Linked DNA regions of Mus musculus: all the other regions are linked to region 1. The links are chromatin contacts, called in public HiChIP or PLAC-seq and promoter capture Hi-C maps. All regions are on one chromosome and are shown on one strand. The core of a region is the stretch at or near the end of the contact, and the rest is flanking DNA. Distances in the headings are between cores, read along the strand shown.

What was found. Promoter capture Hi-C pulls out the DNA fragments that hold promoters and counts their contacts. HiChIP or PLAC-seq counts read pairs in DNA pulled down with a chosen protein or histone mark.
Region 2: a contact with region 1 is called in a promoter capture Hi-C map of pre-B cells, with 2.7 times the contacts expected there. The contact joins the promoter of Arhgap29 here to the promoter of 4933405D12Rik in region 1. A contact is called at or near these places in 2 of 39 promoter capture datasets (hippocampal neurons and pre-B cells).
Region 3: a contact with region 1 is called in an H3K4me3 HiChIP or PLAC-seq map of bone marrow-derived macrophages, with 4 times the contacts expected there. The contact joins the enhancer-like site here to the promoter of 4933405D12Rik in region 1. A contact is called at or near these places in 3 of 39 promoter capture datasets (3T3-L1-derived adipocytes, hippocampal neurons and pre-B cells) and 4 of 115 datasets of contacts at active chromatin or transcription factors (bone marrow-derived macrophages, embryonic stem cells, extraembryonic endoderm stem cells and 1 more).

Annotation. Positions count from the first base shown.
Region 1 is chr3:122,921,523-122,926,228 of GRCm38.p6, reverse strand. 4933405D12Rik (RIKEN cDNA 4933405D12 gene) reads left to right here and starts at 2,113. Exons shown (of 6, transcript NR_046036.1): 1 at 2,113-2,166. 1810037I17Rik (RIKEN cDNA 1810037I17 gene) reads right to left here and starts at 1,832. Exons shown (of 2, transcript NM_024461.2): 1 at 1,573-1,832; 2 at 35-750. The coding sequence starts at 1,769. The coding sequence ends at 750.
Region 2 is chr3:121,965,951-121,970,656 of GRCm38.p6, reverse strand. It overlaps Arhgap29 (Rho GTPase activating protein 29), which reads right to left and starts at 2,851. Exons shown (of 23, transcript NM_001356524.1): 1 at 2,700-2,851.
Region 3 is chr3:122,196,762-122,201,467 of GRCm38.p6, reverse strand. Gm46822 (a long non-coding RNA gene) reads left to right here. Exons shown (of 6, transcript XR_001783970.1): 6 at 4,016-4,062. Among named protein-coding and RNA genes, the nearest start is that of Gm40137, 12 kb to the left of the region's middle. Within about 2 kb of position 2,242, at least 83 of the 459 cell types and tissues checked have an H3K27ac peak or open chromatin away from gene starts, as enhancers often do. A contact at or near this core is called in 3T3-L1-derived adipocytes, bone marrow-derived macrophages and pancreatic cancer cells, where this site is marked.

The DNA of each region.
Region 1 (4,706 bases), core at 864-3,363:
TCCCCACTCTACCACCAGAGAATCTGACACAGTGTGAAACTAAATTCAGTGATTAAACATTTATTAGAGAAAATTAGTAAGCAGGTCCCAGAGTGTGGTGAACTCAAGAGTCACCTCGGCCCTGTGTGCTAATACGCATACTTCAGTTACACCTTGCACAAAAATTACCCAAGCAAATGCAACAGTATCTTAAGACAACTGTAAACAGTTCACCAAATAGTGTGAATTATAAGGGAGAAGAACACCCCCTCTGAGTATTTTAGACAGTTCTCATATACTGAATAGCACTAAAACCAACAGTAAAGAATTTCTAATCACCCAGGTCTTAAGATGACAAGGAACAGCTTCCAAAATGTTTCTAGTAGCTGCTTTGGGACTGTGGCCTTTCTGAGTAAGTGCTACCTATTCAACTCTAGATAATTATTTTATAATAGCATAGTTTTAAAACAATATTTGAGAAAGTAAGCTTCACAAAGATAACTTTTTTTTTTTACATACATTTATTTCCCATAAGTACTTAAGTTACAGACATTATTAAAAATATATATTATCTATCATTTAGCTACAATCATTACTTCAACCATGAAAAACAGGTTTTAAACATATGATAGTACTTTAGTGAGGTCAAGGGCTGAAGAAAAGGTTAGATAGAGGTGCCGAAGTCAGCTGCTGGAGTCCTCTTCATTCAAGAGTCTATAGTCGTTTTCAAGATTCACTCCAGAAGCCCCATTCTTGACTCAGCAAACCGGTCTGTAAAAACCAAATACTTGTTTCCTTCATCTGCTTATTTTGACATTTAGTGGGACGCTGAACATAGATACTGCTAGCCTATCCCTACATAATTTACACTATTGATAAGGAAAACTAAAGGCCTACATTATTAAGTCATGAATTTTCTACCCAGAGGTGAAAATGAGATCATTAAAAATAACTAAATAATAAATCACTGTTCTTGAAATGTCTATACCAAAATGACTTAACGAGTTTTTATCAAAAAACTGTTTATCTTTTCAAACCCCCCCCCCATTCTCTGCCTTCTAATTTGCCACAAAACCGAAAAAATGAGAGCCAAAGAAACCCAAGATACTCCATTCTTTGACAGATGTAGGACTGGGGATACTCTGGAAGATAATACGCGTTTATCTGCATAAGTTATGGACAAGTTAAGTTTACAAGGCTTGCTTTGGGCTAAGCATTTTAAGCAGGCGCACAACACTCAAATCACTTTAGATATAATCACATTTAACCTGTCATGCTCTATTTTTTATTACTTACGATATTTATTTACTTTTATTTTTATTAGTTTTTAGTAATTATTTTTTATTATTTACGATAGATCTAATTATGGGTATAGGTTTCTAACACTTAACAGTTCGTTTGTGGTGATGAAACAGACAAATATGGGAAGTCAAGTTTTCTCCACACTCCTCTTGCCACTGGGGTGTCAAGGAAATCCATTTTCGCTCTTCCAACTCCGCCATCTCTAGCTGCCGTCCCTCCCTCCCTCTCCGAGAAGACTGAAGCAGCCGCCAGCTTCCTAAGCTCTTCAACTCTGCAACTCAGGATACTCACCAGGGCAAGAGGTACACGAAGACGAACAAGGCCAGGTCGAAAAGGATGAAGAGCCAGAGATCCAGCCAGTAGGAGTGTTTCGGAAGCCCGTTCATCCCGGACTGAGGTGCCTCATCTTGGTTCCTCCTTCCAGCTTCGAACGAGCCCCTCCGTTCCCGGACACCGTCGGTACCAGACGCCGCCTGGCTCACCTCCATCTCCGCGTCGTTTCACTTCCGCGCAACTGAGACCAAACCTGAAGACCGCTTCGCGCCCAGTCTAGCAACCAATTCCGGGTAACCCCGCCAATCGACTAGGCGCCCCGCCCCCGCCGCCGCGCCCCGCCCCGCCCCCGCGTCCCCGCCTTCCGGACTGCGCAGGCGTCCTCCCTTTCTAGGAATTCGCCTTCTTCGGCATTCCCGGGAACGCGCAGACTCCGCTGGGCCGGCTGCTCTTGGCGCAGGCGCTCTGTTCCACCACCCCTCCTCGCCCCCCGAACTTGGCGAAGGTGTCTGCCCCGCCTCCCCGACCGCACGCATGCGCTCTGTGCCCCGCCCCGTTGCTTCCTGGTGGGGTGTCCCCTTGCGGTGTTCAGAGGTGGTTTCTAAGGTGCAGGTGAGCTCTCTCACGTAGCTCAAACGCTGCCTTGCAGGGTGCATTACTGGTTCTCCCGGTTTCTGGGATGAAAACTGTCTCAACTCCTTTTCTCTGAGATGATGCCAGAACTTCAGGAACCGCCTCAAAGGATTCCAGCCTTGCCCACCCACAAAAGTAGTCTTTTTATAAACATGAGCGTGTGGGGGGATGTTTTTCTTTCTTCCTCCCTTCTTCCTTCCTTCCTTCCTTCCTTCCTTCCTTCCTTCCTTTCCTTCCTTCCTTCCTTCCTTCCTTCCTTCCCTTCCTTCCTTCCTTCCTCCCTCCCTCCCTCCCTCCCTCCCTCCCTCTCTCTCTTTCTTTCTTTCTTCCTTCCTTTTAAAAAACTAGATCGTGAGATTCTCTGATAATAACTTTGGAGACGACAACATTGTGTGACAATGTAAAAAGGTTGGCAGACCCCGTAGAATCATCTCTCCAATACACGTAAACTTTTTGGTTTCTTACATGTTTGGGAAGTGTGTACAGTTTGAGAACTTTGGATGATTTTGTACAGACTTGAGCGATTTGCTCATAATTTTTGAAACAGTTTTGATGAGGTGGACGTTGTAAGGGTCCATGATTCGCTGAAGAATGATACTCCAGACTCAAGTAGTTTGTAAACACACAGAGTGTTTTATTTTGTCGAAGTCCAGCATGCTGGAGTCTCCCATTACCAAGTATGCTCGCTGCACATTGGGGGAATTCTCGGATAGATGGGCTTTGTCTTACTCTTATCTCGGGCATTCCAGAAGCATAACCTTGGTGTGGTGGCTAGAAACTTGCCTGAGGAATCCTGGGGTAGGTGGCCTTATCTACTCTCTCTTAAGGACATTCTGAAACTATTGCCTGGGTGTGAGGGCTGAAAACCCATTGTCCTTGCTTCAGGCCAGGTTGGGTTTTTTTTTTTTGGGGGGGGGGGGGTCGTTTCTGATGGTAGGGCACTTTCTGACTAGCTGCCTGAAGCCTAGGATTTTAGGCCTAATCCCAGGAACTGCCAATTAGAAGTCTGTCATGGAATTAGCCTGTCTCAATTACAGTCACGAATTTTCAGAAGGCTCAGATAAGGTAAAGCGTGGAATTTACATAGGTATTTCATGGGAGTATTTTAATAAGCCACTCAACTCTATGTCAGAATATCCTGTAACCATTAGATAAAAACCTGTTGGAGTCTACTAACTTAGCAGCCCACTAACTTATACCAACCAAGTAGCCCTGATAGCATCGTGGGCTTACAGAAGAGCTTTCTCCTTTCCTAAATCAGCCTTTCTAAAGTACCCACCAGTGTATTTTGGGCTTGCCTTGTTTTATTACTTTCTTGGTTCTGTGAAGCAATTTTAAAAACTTCACGAAACTGTTTCCATGTGGGAATATGGAATTGGGTAACAGATATAGATCTGTGTCCCCATGGCCATTCAGGGTGGCTCCTGAATAAACTGTCTCTTTCTTTTAAGATGAGAGCTGTAGTTTTTGCATGGACAATACGAAAGTTGGTTATGGATTTAGAAAATTAGGGAACAAAAATAACAAATTATCTAAGGTTACTAAAATAACCAAAAAGTGAACTTTAATTTCAATATCTTAATGCTATTGTTGTGTCAGCTAGCTAACTGGGCTTCAGTTCACTAGTAGGTCATACAGACAAAGATAGCATGCAGCTGTAAAGAAGAACACTGTATCCTTTGCCTTGCAGGTTGCAAGAATGAGAGCCATTTCCTGGGGATTAATCAGATTGTGTGTTAAGGTTCAAAGCTCTCCACACAAACCACTTAGACTCCAGTCTCAGTTAAGCAAGAATAGTTTATTGAACACACACCCCGAAGACTGATTGATCAGGGTTGAAGCCTCCGCTCGGGAGCTAAGACTGGACCTTGAACATACAAGGGCCAGCTTATAATGGAAAAAGAAAAACAGTAAACACATACACAGCATGGCAGGGAGGTTGGCTCTGACTCGGGCTCTTTTGGCTGTCTAGACAGAACCGTTCTGACTGACCTTTGTTCTGGTTCGTCCTAAGCTTTGTTCTGATTGGAGCTTATGATTGTAGAATTTCTTAAGATTTCAAAAAAAAATCTTAAGAAAATACAGAACGTTGCATGGTATGTGGGCAGCATGACCCTGCTCTGAGCTATGCTATTTTTCTGCATCAATAACTGGCAGGCATGGGACAAAAAGGCTAGGGCTATGCTGGGGGAGCAGGCTTCAGCAGCTTGCTGTAGACAGATTTCTCTCCCTTTGTGGGTTAGAAGTTCCCTGCATCGAATTAACATTGAGTGTTTACAATACTTAAGAAAAATAAATGGAACTGTTGATTCTTTCAGAGGTAGATCATATGTCCACTGGCAAGGTAAGACCACTTTCTAATTATTGAAATAGGACTGAGAAAACTTGAATTTATTAAAATGGAAGTAGCCTGACATCAGGGGAAAAAAAAGACTCTGAAATGTTTCCAAGTACCCCTGGTCCTGAGTTGCGTTTCCTGCCTGTGGAGGTGTTGGTTTCCTTGATCTATCCAGGGAGGA
Region 2 (4,706 bases), core at 1,602-4,101, 960 kb after region 1:
TTTAATAGTTTCAAAGATTCATTTACTCAGTGTCTTTTTGTCTATTTCAAATTATTTAAGAATATACTTTTTATACTTAAACTAGCTTACAACTTCAAATTATTCCTTGTAATTTCCAAAGTAAACAGGACAATTTTTGGTCATTAATAGTAAAGTACCCCTTCAACTAAGAAAAGTAAATAAAATACTCAAGTACCTTGTTTGGGCAGATCTTTTACATATCACTGAGAAGGCTACTAATTAGCCTATCAAACTCTATCACCTTTGCAGTATACATAATAAAGTCTTTCTGTTGTTAATGGTACCTTTAAATTTAGTAAACTAGACACTTAGTCAGAGTCACTGATAAAGATGATTTCAAAAATTAAAAGATTAACAAGTTTAAAGTCAATTCATGAGTAAAAAGAACTGAATAATTCGTGTCAAATTAGCAATTCAAAGTTGTAAACCCTGCTTCAAAAATACTTCTAATTTTTAGACAAGACTTAGAAAACCTGTTAGCATACCAATGAACACAGAGGGGAAAGCTGCACTATGATAAATGCATTAATTTTTAGAACATCTTTACAATTTTTCTCATTTAAAACTTTTAAAGGAGCAACACTACAATTGAAAGGTGTTTAAAATTAAAATCACACTTTTCTAATTGAACTATGACAATGAGAAAGTCTGGACAACATGCACTTTGCAAGGTCCTGTATATGACTTTCCCATGCGCCAAAATAAGTATTCTCTGCTTAGTGGTAATATAAAGTATAGTTAATAACAGATTGAAACTGGTAATTTAATTAAATTAGATAGTGATGCATGGAAAGTACTTAGCACAGTGCCTGGCATGAAGACTCAGTCATTGTGAGCTATTATTACTAAGGCACTTGATTGTGGGAAATTGTTTTTAAGCAGATTTAAATAATAAACAAGCTGTGGCTTCATAAGTCTGCAGATTGTAAACAAGAAATATAGGGCTGGAACCAGTTCCAGAAGCTTAACTAATTTCATGGAAACCCGAATATGCTTCCAAGTGAAGTTTGAACTGTGCAAACAGGCTGCTGAGTGAAATATTTGGGAAACTAATTCTCATCTCTTCCAACTCCAAGCCATAAATATTAAGAACTGTATTATCTATTTCTTAAAGAATTTTATAGAAAGTAGAAAATGAATATACAAAAGCAACTCTAACCTCTAAATTATATGTGCTTTACAAATGTGGACTCAGAGCTCAGTGGGAAAGTGCTAAAAGGCCGGCAAGAGGCCCTCGGGCCAACCGACCAGCAGGAGAGAAAAAACCCAAAACATTCATATAGATTTCCTAAACTCTCAGATGGGGACTTTTCCAAGACTTCAGCAGTTTGTGTCAATCAAATGTCCCCTCACACAGTCCATAATGTATATGACAGAAGCAGAGAGCTAACTGGGATGTAAAACTTCCCAAAATATCTGCACTTTAGTTCTTTCTTATAGTTCAAAATTGCATGATTTCAGAAATCTGTTATTTCAGCATAATTTCTGAGTTTGTGAGAATCTATTAAAAGACACTGGGAAAAAAAGCTCACACAGGAATCAAGTGTAAAGGTCTTTAACTACACTTTTAAAAAACACTCTACAAAAACAGAACGGGAGCATGTCGGGAACAGCTTTATCCTTAACAACGTCTAAAGTAAGATATACAACACACATTTCATTCCTGTGCAGTCTGAACCCAGCAGGATAACTAAAAAAGAAAGAAAAAGGAAAAGGAAAAAGAGGGAGAAAAAGCTGCCCTGCCCCCCACGCCTCCAGAATGTCTAGCATTCCTGGCAAGGAGGGCTCGCCTCTGATCAGCCAAAACCACCCAATGCCAAAGCGCACGTTCCCTATGCCTGACTTCATGCATACAGAGGAAAGGAGAGAAACGAAAAAGGCCAGCCAACATCGATAGTGTCAGACAAAAGACTCAACTAACAAGAGATAGTCACAGAGGCCTTAACAGGTAACAATCCTGTCTCCAAAAATTTGTTTGGTGTGTTATCTCTCAAAGGTGAAAAACCGATAAGGAGAGACTGTCATCGGCCACTAGAATTCTACCTTCAAAATTCCAGGTCTTGAGCACATGCATCCATAAATGTTTTAAAATTAAAACCATCAAACCTCCAAACATATTCAAAACAAAATGAGAACACACCAAGACACTGAGAGTGTGCTCAAACAAAAATATTCTCTAAACACAAAACATAGAAGACAACAATATGCACGATGGGACTCCTAAAATACTTTGGGACTGAGCACCCCATCTGGAGCGAGAATTGCTGGCGGGGTTGGCGGGAGCACACTGCTCCAGAGCAAAAAGCACGGATTCTGGGGCAAGGGCGCATAGGATTAAGCCTTGATACTGTCAATTACTACTTTGGGCAGATTTTTCACCTCAGCTTCCCTGTTTGAGAAATGAGTTCAAGGGTCATGGAGCTGTCCTGAGAATTAAAGGAGTTACAAATTGGGAAGTTTCAGTACTCGGTAGGTAAATACGAGCTAACTGGCAGCTTTACTTAGAATACCATCTGCTCACCCCTGCAGGTCCTTAACTCACAGTCCAGTTCCTAAGCTTAGCGAGGACTAAGAGCACCGAGAACTAGCCGCACATTCGGACCCAGACTCGATAGCAACTCAGGGGAACCCCAACTCAGCAGCCTCGGTGGAAACGAGCACCACCGCCCCTCACTCACCGTGGGGCTCCATCCTGTATCCCCCGTGCCGACTTCAGATGAACGCCCACAGCCTGGCGGCGGCGGCTCGTGCCGCCTAGGGCTCAAACTTGCTGCCTCCATCCTCCATGCCGGGCCGAGCCAGCACTGCTGTGAGGCAGCTGGGGCAGAGGTGCTCCGCCCTGGCCCCACCTCTGCCCCGCCCCAGCCCACCCCCTGGGGCTCAGCCCATTGGCTCAAACTCGCAGGGGCGGGGACAGAGCGCAGAGAAGGTAGAGGAGCCCGGGGTGTGGTAGTCTGTCAGCAGCTTCTGGTCTGACAGGGTCTCCTCACAGAAGACATTGCTTAGGAAAAGTCACCTTAGAACTGGATTTGCTAATAGGCATTCTTGGGTGGTGTATTTCCTGGACCACTTTCATCTTCTGTCACCAAATCCCGAAATGATACGAGCTGAAGACGAAGGCTCCACTCAGGTAACATGCAACAAGGCCTACCTAGCCCTAATTCCAAAAGAATTAACTACATCGAAACCAGACAACCATTCAGCCCCTTATAAAGGGCAGAATTTTCCACCAAGGCCCGTGTTTGGTCAACTGCCTTTTCAAACTCACCTCAGGATATATGAAGGAATGGTTTAAAAAGCAGCAGGTCCCTCGAAATACAAGGACTCTTGAATTCAACACAGAAAGCTAAGCTAGAGAAAAACATGGGGAGGGTGCCTGTGGGAACAGTATAGAGACAGAAAAATGGCCACCTGTGGGAGGAAAAGGATCCAGGGCAGTGTGAGGGGAGGTGAAAGAACGGGCAGCAAACCCCAAGAGAGAAACAAGCAAAGAAAGAAGAGAGTAGGACCCAAGGAGACCAGAAAATAAGACAGAAATACTGTAGGCCCAACAAGTGAGGCATTGAATCAGGAGAAATTTCTGAAAAACAGACACTTAAATTTTCCAATTATTACCAGAAAAACAGCCCCCTTAGTGTAACTTGAAAGGATAAATATGGAATTGCTTGGTTACTTTAGCTCTACAGTGGATTTTTAAGATTCATACAAATATATCCCTTCTGCCCTCAAACACAAAATACCAAATTTGCGCTCCAAATATTCAGGAACCTCTCAAAACCAGACTACTTTTAATTGCATTCGGGGAAAAAAAGTAGCAAAGACTTTTAGCATGGAAACTGATGTTTGAACTTTTAAAGCAAGCTACTAAGAGGAAAGGCATCCTCAAGAATAAAGGGGGTGAGAGTACGACTACAGTTAGAAACACACATTTGGGGGGAAATGGTAAGAAGTGGCTGCTTCAAGTGGTTCTTAGCTGCTCACACCCCCATTAAGTTATTTAAAAATATGTCAATTCTCTTTTTATACATCTGCCATTCCATTTAATAAAGAAAACTGAGTTGAAGTTGGTGGCACATTTCTGTAGTCCTACAATTTAGGAGATAGAGGCAGATGGATCAAGATTCCAAAGCCAGTCTCAGCTACCCAATGAGTTCCAGGCCAGCCTAAGGCTACACAAGAGTCTATCTCACTGAGCTCCCAGCCACCACCGATCACTCCCATCCAACTAATATAAAAGAAGATTGTGTTCTGATTAAAATGGATCTGATTATGTCACTTAACAAATAAGATGAACAAGTAACTGATAGAGAGAAAGGGGCATGAGGAGCTGGGAGAGAGACAAAGAAAAGTGTAAGGACAAAGACAATTATGGAGAGGAGGGTGAGGGAAGGACAGAGACAGATAATGAAAGCTGAGAAGGAATCGGAGATAAAAAGCTACAGTAGGAAGACTACTTACAGCTAAGGGAAAAGTGGAGGACACCTCGAGGTAAAAAGTTCTGGGGGAAGTGAAGCCAATTGGCCTCTAAGCAAAGATACGTTGACAACAGAGGCTCCTTGGTCACTTAGCTCCACATTGTTTTTTCAGATTTAGTTGTTTAAAATGCACTCATAAAGACACTACAAGACAATAATGCACCATGAATAGCCCATGAAACCACTGTTACTAAAAACTGAAGGGCACAC
Region 3 (4,706 bases), core at 993-3,492, 720 kb after region 1:
TAGCAAGAGAGAGTGAGGAGGAAGGGGGTGGTGGAGGGTCTTGTAGATAGACAGACAAACTGGCAGGCTTCAGGAGGTATGCTGCTTGGTCAGAAGTGGAAAGTTGCAGGCCAGAGCCACAGTATCTTGGGCCACTTTAAATCCTTCCACTGTCCACCTCTACATCAGACTTAGCATCCTTGTGACTGTCGAAGTCTTCAAAATGTATTCCTAGGAAACTAGCGCTTTGCTTTCCACAGTCCACAAGCTAAGAATGTTATCAGATGGTGTCTGCAATCGAACAGTTTCCCCACTTGCTGTGCTCTACCTACCCGTGGGCCCCACTCATATATTCTGAAAGTCCTTTGATTTATGACTTTGATCTGTAACTAATGAATAACATCTCCCAAGAAACCTCTTCCACTGTGGAACACGGTATCTGAGAAGCCTGATCCTGGGCGGAGATCACTTATATTTGGCTCCAGAATAAAATCTTTTATTCCCTTCAAGGTGAGAGTTGTGAAGACTTTGTTTTTGTTTTGTTTGTTTGTTTGGTTTGGGGTTTTTTGTTTTGTTTTGTTTTTTTGTTTGTTTATTTTTTGTTTTTTTTTTTTTGCCAAGGGGGCAGTGTTCCTACGACCATTAATCATACCAAGTTCTGAAGCAGTGAGCAGCCATGGTTACATAAAACACCATCACCAAGAGTCGGGGCTCAGACAAAATTTGGGCCAAGAACGGTGAAGAAATGAACAAGGCAGGGCCGGCACTGCTCTGCAGGGCCCCTGGGCGAACTCAGCAGAACTCCTAATGAGGGTTATAAAGAAGGCCTTGTTTGGGGCTGTCAATTAACCTGAAGATCTGGGTGAGTGTTCCTGGCAACACATCTCTCTGGGTAGGAAGGCATGTAGGTTAAGAGTCTCTTGGGAAAAAAACAAACAACAAACAACAACAACAGCAACAACAAAACAATCCCAGCCTCCTCTCTCTGACTTGCTATTGATCATTTACAAAGCGGCCACCACCCTTCTTGCTGCTCTGACTGACCATAAACAGTTCTTTTTTTCTCCGTTGCTTTCTTGAAATGAAGTCGAATCATGTAATGGCAGGCCAGTGAATTCGTTGGTGTGAAGCCATAGTAACACTCATAAGGCTTCAAGCCTTTCTGGGGTCTGCAAGAGCCCTGAGAGGAAACATCTCTCTGACCTTGCCCTAAGCACCACCTCCTGTTTTATTTATCAGACCTTTGGATCTTAGCTGGACAAAGCCTATGCCTGCCCTCTCTGAGTTGGCCGAATCTGCTCCCAGAGGCACGGGCATTCTTAGTTAACTCCAAGAGTCTCAAGTCTCTCAAAGCTTTTGTGGATCTTTTTGTCTTGTTCTTCCATCTTGGCCTGTATCTTCTTGTCTTTTCACATCATGCAAAGGTCAACCGAGACAATGCATACTCCATGGATTTCTGGTGGAATTATGATGTCTCGGGACCCCATGAAAGCAGATGTACCTGCCCTTGGTACCCGGTTCAGTATCATTTCAGCTTTGTTATTCATCCTACCCTACCCAGCCAGTCCCAATGTTTGTTTCTTCCCAGCTTTGTGAGCGCTGCCACTGTTCCAGCCTCCCCGCTCCCTTGCTGTTGAAGGAATGCCATGCTTTTGTGCAGAGCCTGACTAGTAAGCACATGTAGTGTTGGCCCTCCTTCAATTGCTGCCTGTTTCTGCCATTCTTTCTCATTAAAGGAGAGTAAAGTGTGAATGTGGGCTGGAGACAGGCCTGGGGCTGTTAGGACCTGAGTCTGACCGTGGCTCTGGCATTAAGTTTCCTTTTGCCCTCAGGTTAGTGAGTGTGTGTGTGTGTGTGTGTGTGTGTGTGTGCATATTTTTGCTGGTTCTAATTAGTAGCTTATATTGTTTCTTGAGAGCATGTTAAATATTGCTGAAAATGCTAACTATTGAAAAAAAATCCTTAACCATATAGATGTGTTCTTTGGCAATTTCCAAATCCTTTTGTCTTTACCTGGTTTTGTAACGGCCAGGGCCAGCTATCTCCATTTACATTTGTCTGAGCACCTTCAACTAGCCAACTCACTTTTCCATAGCAAAATAGGATCATCAGGCACAGACATTCATTTATGGTGGCTGTTTGAACAATTCACCAGAAAATCCAAGAATGTGGTTATGAAAGCCAAGGCCTGTTGCCAAAGGGTGATTGTATATGTGTGCACTGCTGGTAGATCACGTGCTACGTTATGCAACATCTGACCGTTGATCCTTGGATGCCATCCAAAGAGTAGTTGGACGCCTAGAGAGCTGCTTATAGCTTTGGTGGGTACTAGACGCGTTTCCATTCTGTTTGTAAACAGTCTCTCTGCTGATATATCTGACAAGGCCCAGCTGGTCATCAGACCTGGTGATCTTGCTTATAGTGTCCAGGCAAAGTTCTCTAAACGGGCCAGGGAGGAGCCAGCTCCAAGTGTGCACTAGGAACGCTGGATGTTCCCAAGATCTCTATGGTATGCTGTAGGGCAGTGTGTTTTGAATGCAGCAACTTCAGCTTGCTCTGTTGGACTTGAACAAGCTAGGCAGCTCATTAAGAAAAAAAAAAAAAACCTTAGACATGTTACATTTAAGAGCATCACTTTGTGCAGAATGAAAGATCCATTTGTTATCAGATATCTCTCGGGATAAAGGCAGTTTGGAGAGTTCTACTCAACAATTTGGCAGGAAACAGAAGTGACATATAGAAAGATCCTGCTTGGAATCTTGTCAGCAGCTGATTTATTGGTTTGCATTCTATGATGGTTCATCTGCTATGATTGGCCAAGACTTAGCTACTTGTTAAAGAATGTATTCTCAAATTAGGTTACAGTTTGTCTGGGTATTTCTAAGTTATATTTTGCTACATGAGAAGGCAGCTTTGGGATAAGGGCAATGTGTCATTTGCTCCTCGGTTTTGAGAGACTGGTCAAAACCCTGTGCATCAGCACCAGTTTCTCTCAATTGTCAGAATGAATTCATTTGATTTCAGGATGGGGTATACATGGATTTATAATACCAAATTAATGATTCTATATGTTTTCTTCACATTTTTCCTATTTTTGTTCGTTTGGTCTTTTTTCAAGATAGAGTTTCTCTGTGTAGCCCCAGCTGTCCTGGAACTAACTCTCTCTCTCTCTCTCTCTCTCTCTCTCTCTCTCTCTCTCTCTCTCTCTCTCCTGTAGACCAGATGGACTCAAACTCACAGAGATCTGCCTGCCTCTGCCTCCCAAGTGCTGGGATTAAAGGCATACATCACCACGTCCAGTCATATTTTTTACCATCTTAATCATACAGACCATTATTTAACAAAGGATGGTGGTATACAAATCTTCAAGATTCTCAAGCTTGAATATAACATATCAGGGAGGCTGAGACAGGAGGATTGCCTCAAGGTGGAGGCCAGCTGGGGCTATATAGTGGGTTCCAGGACAACCTAAGCTACATAGTAAAATTCTATCTCACAGCATCTGCAAAACAACCAAAGTAAAATAAAGTAAAAATGAAGACTATTCCCCTACTGACGGAGTCTAACACACCTTCTTCTTTTCAAGGTTGGTACTAGTTTTGACTGTGGACAGCTGTGTGCTCTGATTATGGCAAATGCAATCATACACACAAACTGGCACTTTAGTCAGTGATAGGCCATGTATATGATGGTCTGGGAAGACTAGACTGGAGCTGGAAAACCCTTGGCACCCAGTGATCTCATAGTAAGTCTAAGATTGCAGCAGAAAACATTACTTACATATTTATGGTGATGCTGCTACAAACACCTCAACTCTGGGCCCATCAAATAAAAACAGAGAACCACAATTACGTAATGTACTAATACCTGAGAATGATAATAAATGACGGCATGACTGATTCATGCATGTGGTGTAATATCCTTTTTATTGTTGTTTTTGCTGATGCTGTTCTACATCAGAAAATAAAAAAAGCTTCCTGTAAAACAGTAGGCTACGTTAGCTCGGCGGCAGTCTTCCATGTCTCCTCTGTTGCAGATCTCTGGATCGCAATGTTCCCACCGTGCCTGATTTACTCTTTAATCACCATCAAGAGAGCAAGAGGAAGGATAGACTTGGAAGGAGAATTAAAAGCAGTAAGGACTACGGAGCTGGGAAATCAGAAATGGTTACTGAGTGCCAGTCAGTCATGTTCCATTCCATCCAAGTTATTGTCTTGATGAAAAACCAGTAAGAAAAATGGGAACCATTAACGGATCTGCTTCACAGAAGGCAACAGGACTGAGGGAAATCCCACCATGGCCTCTATCACTTAAGGAGAGGCTCCCAGTGATCGGGACTAAAGACCAGGCACAGAAGCACCATGGTAACCAGAACCAAAGCACAGAGGATGAGCTCACCGTTGAAAGAGAAGGCCAAGCAATGAGGCTGGGTTACTATTAACTCTGAGTGAATTATGAGGTTAAAAAAAAAAAGAATTATTCACTATGTAATATGCACAGAATGTCAAGTCTCTGAATACCAACATGAAGACAGTTAAACTTGGAAACTCTGGGTTAGGTGACTTCAGGGGAAAATGATTTACTAGAGCAAACATTTAACGTGTTCTGTTTTGGAAATGAATGCCTGATGGGACTTTCACCTTTAGGAGGGCATTGTCAGTGCTGGGTTTAAAGCTTCCAAAGACAGAATACAGTCTGGCTTGAGAGCACTGATGCAGGCTACAGGC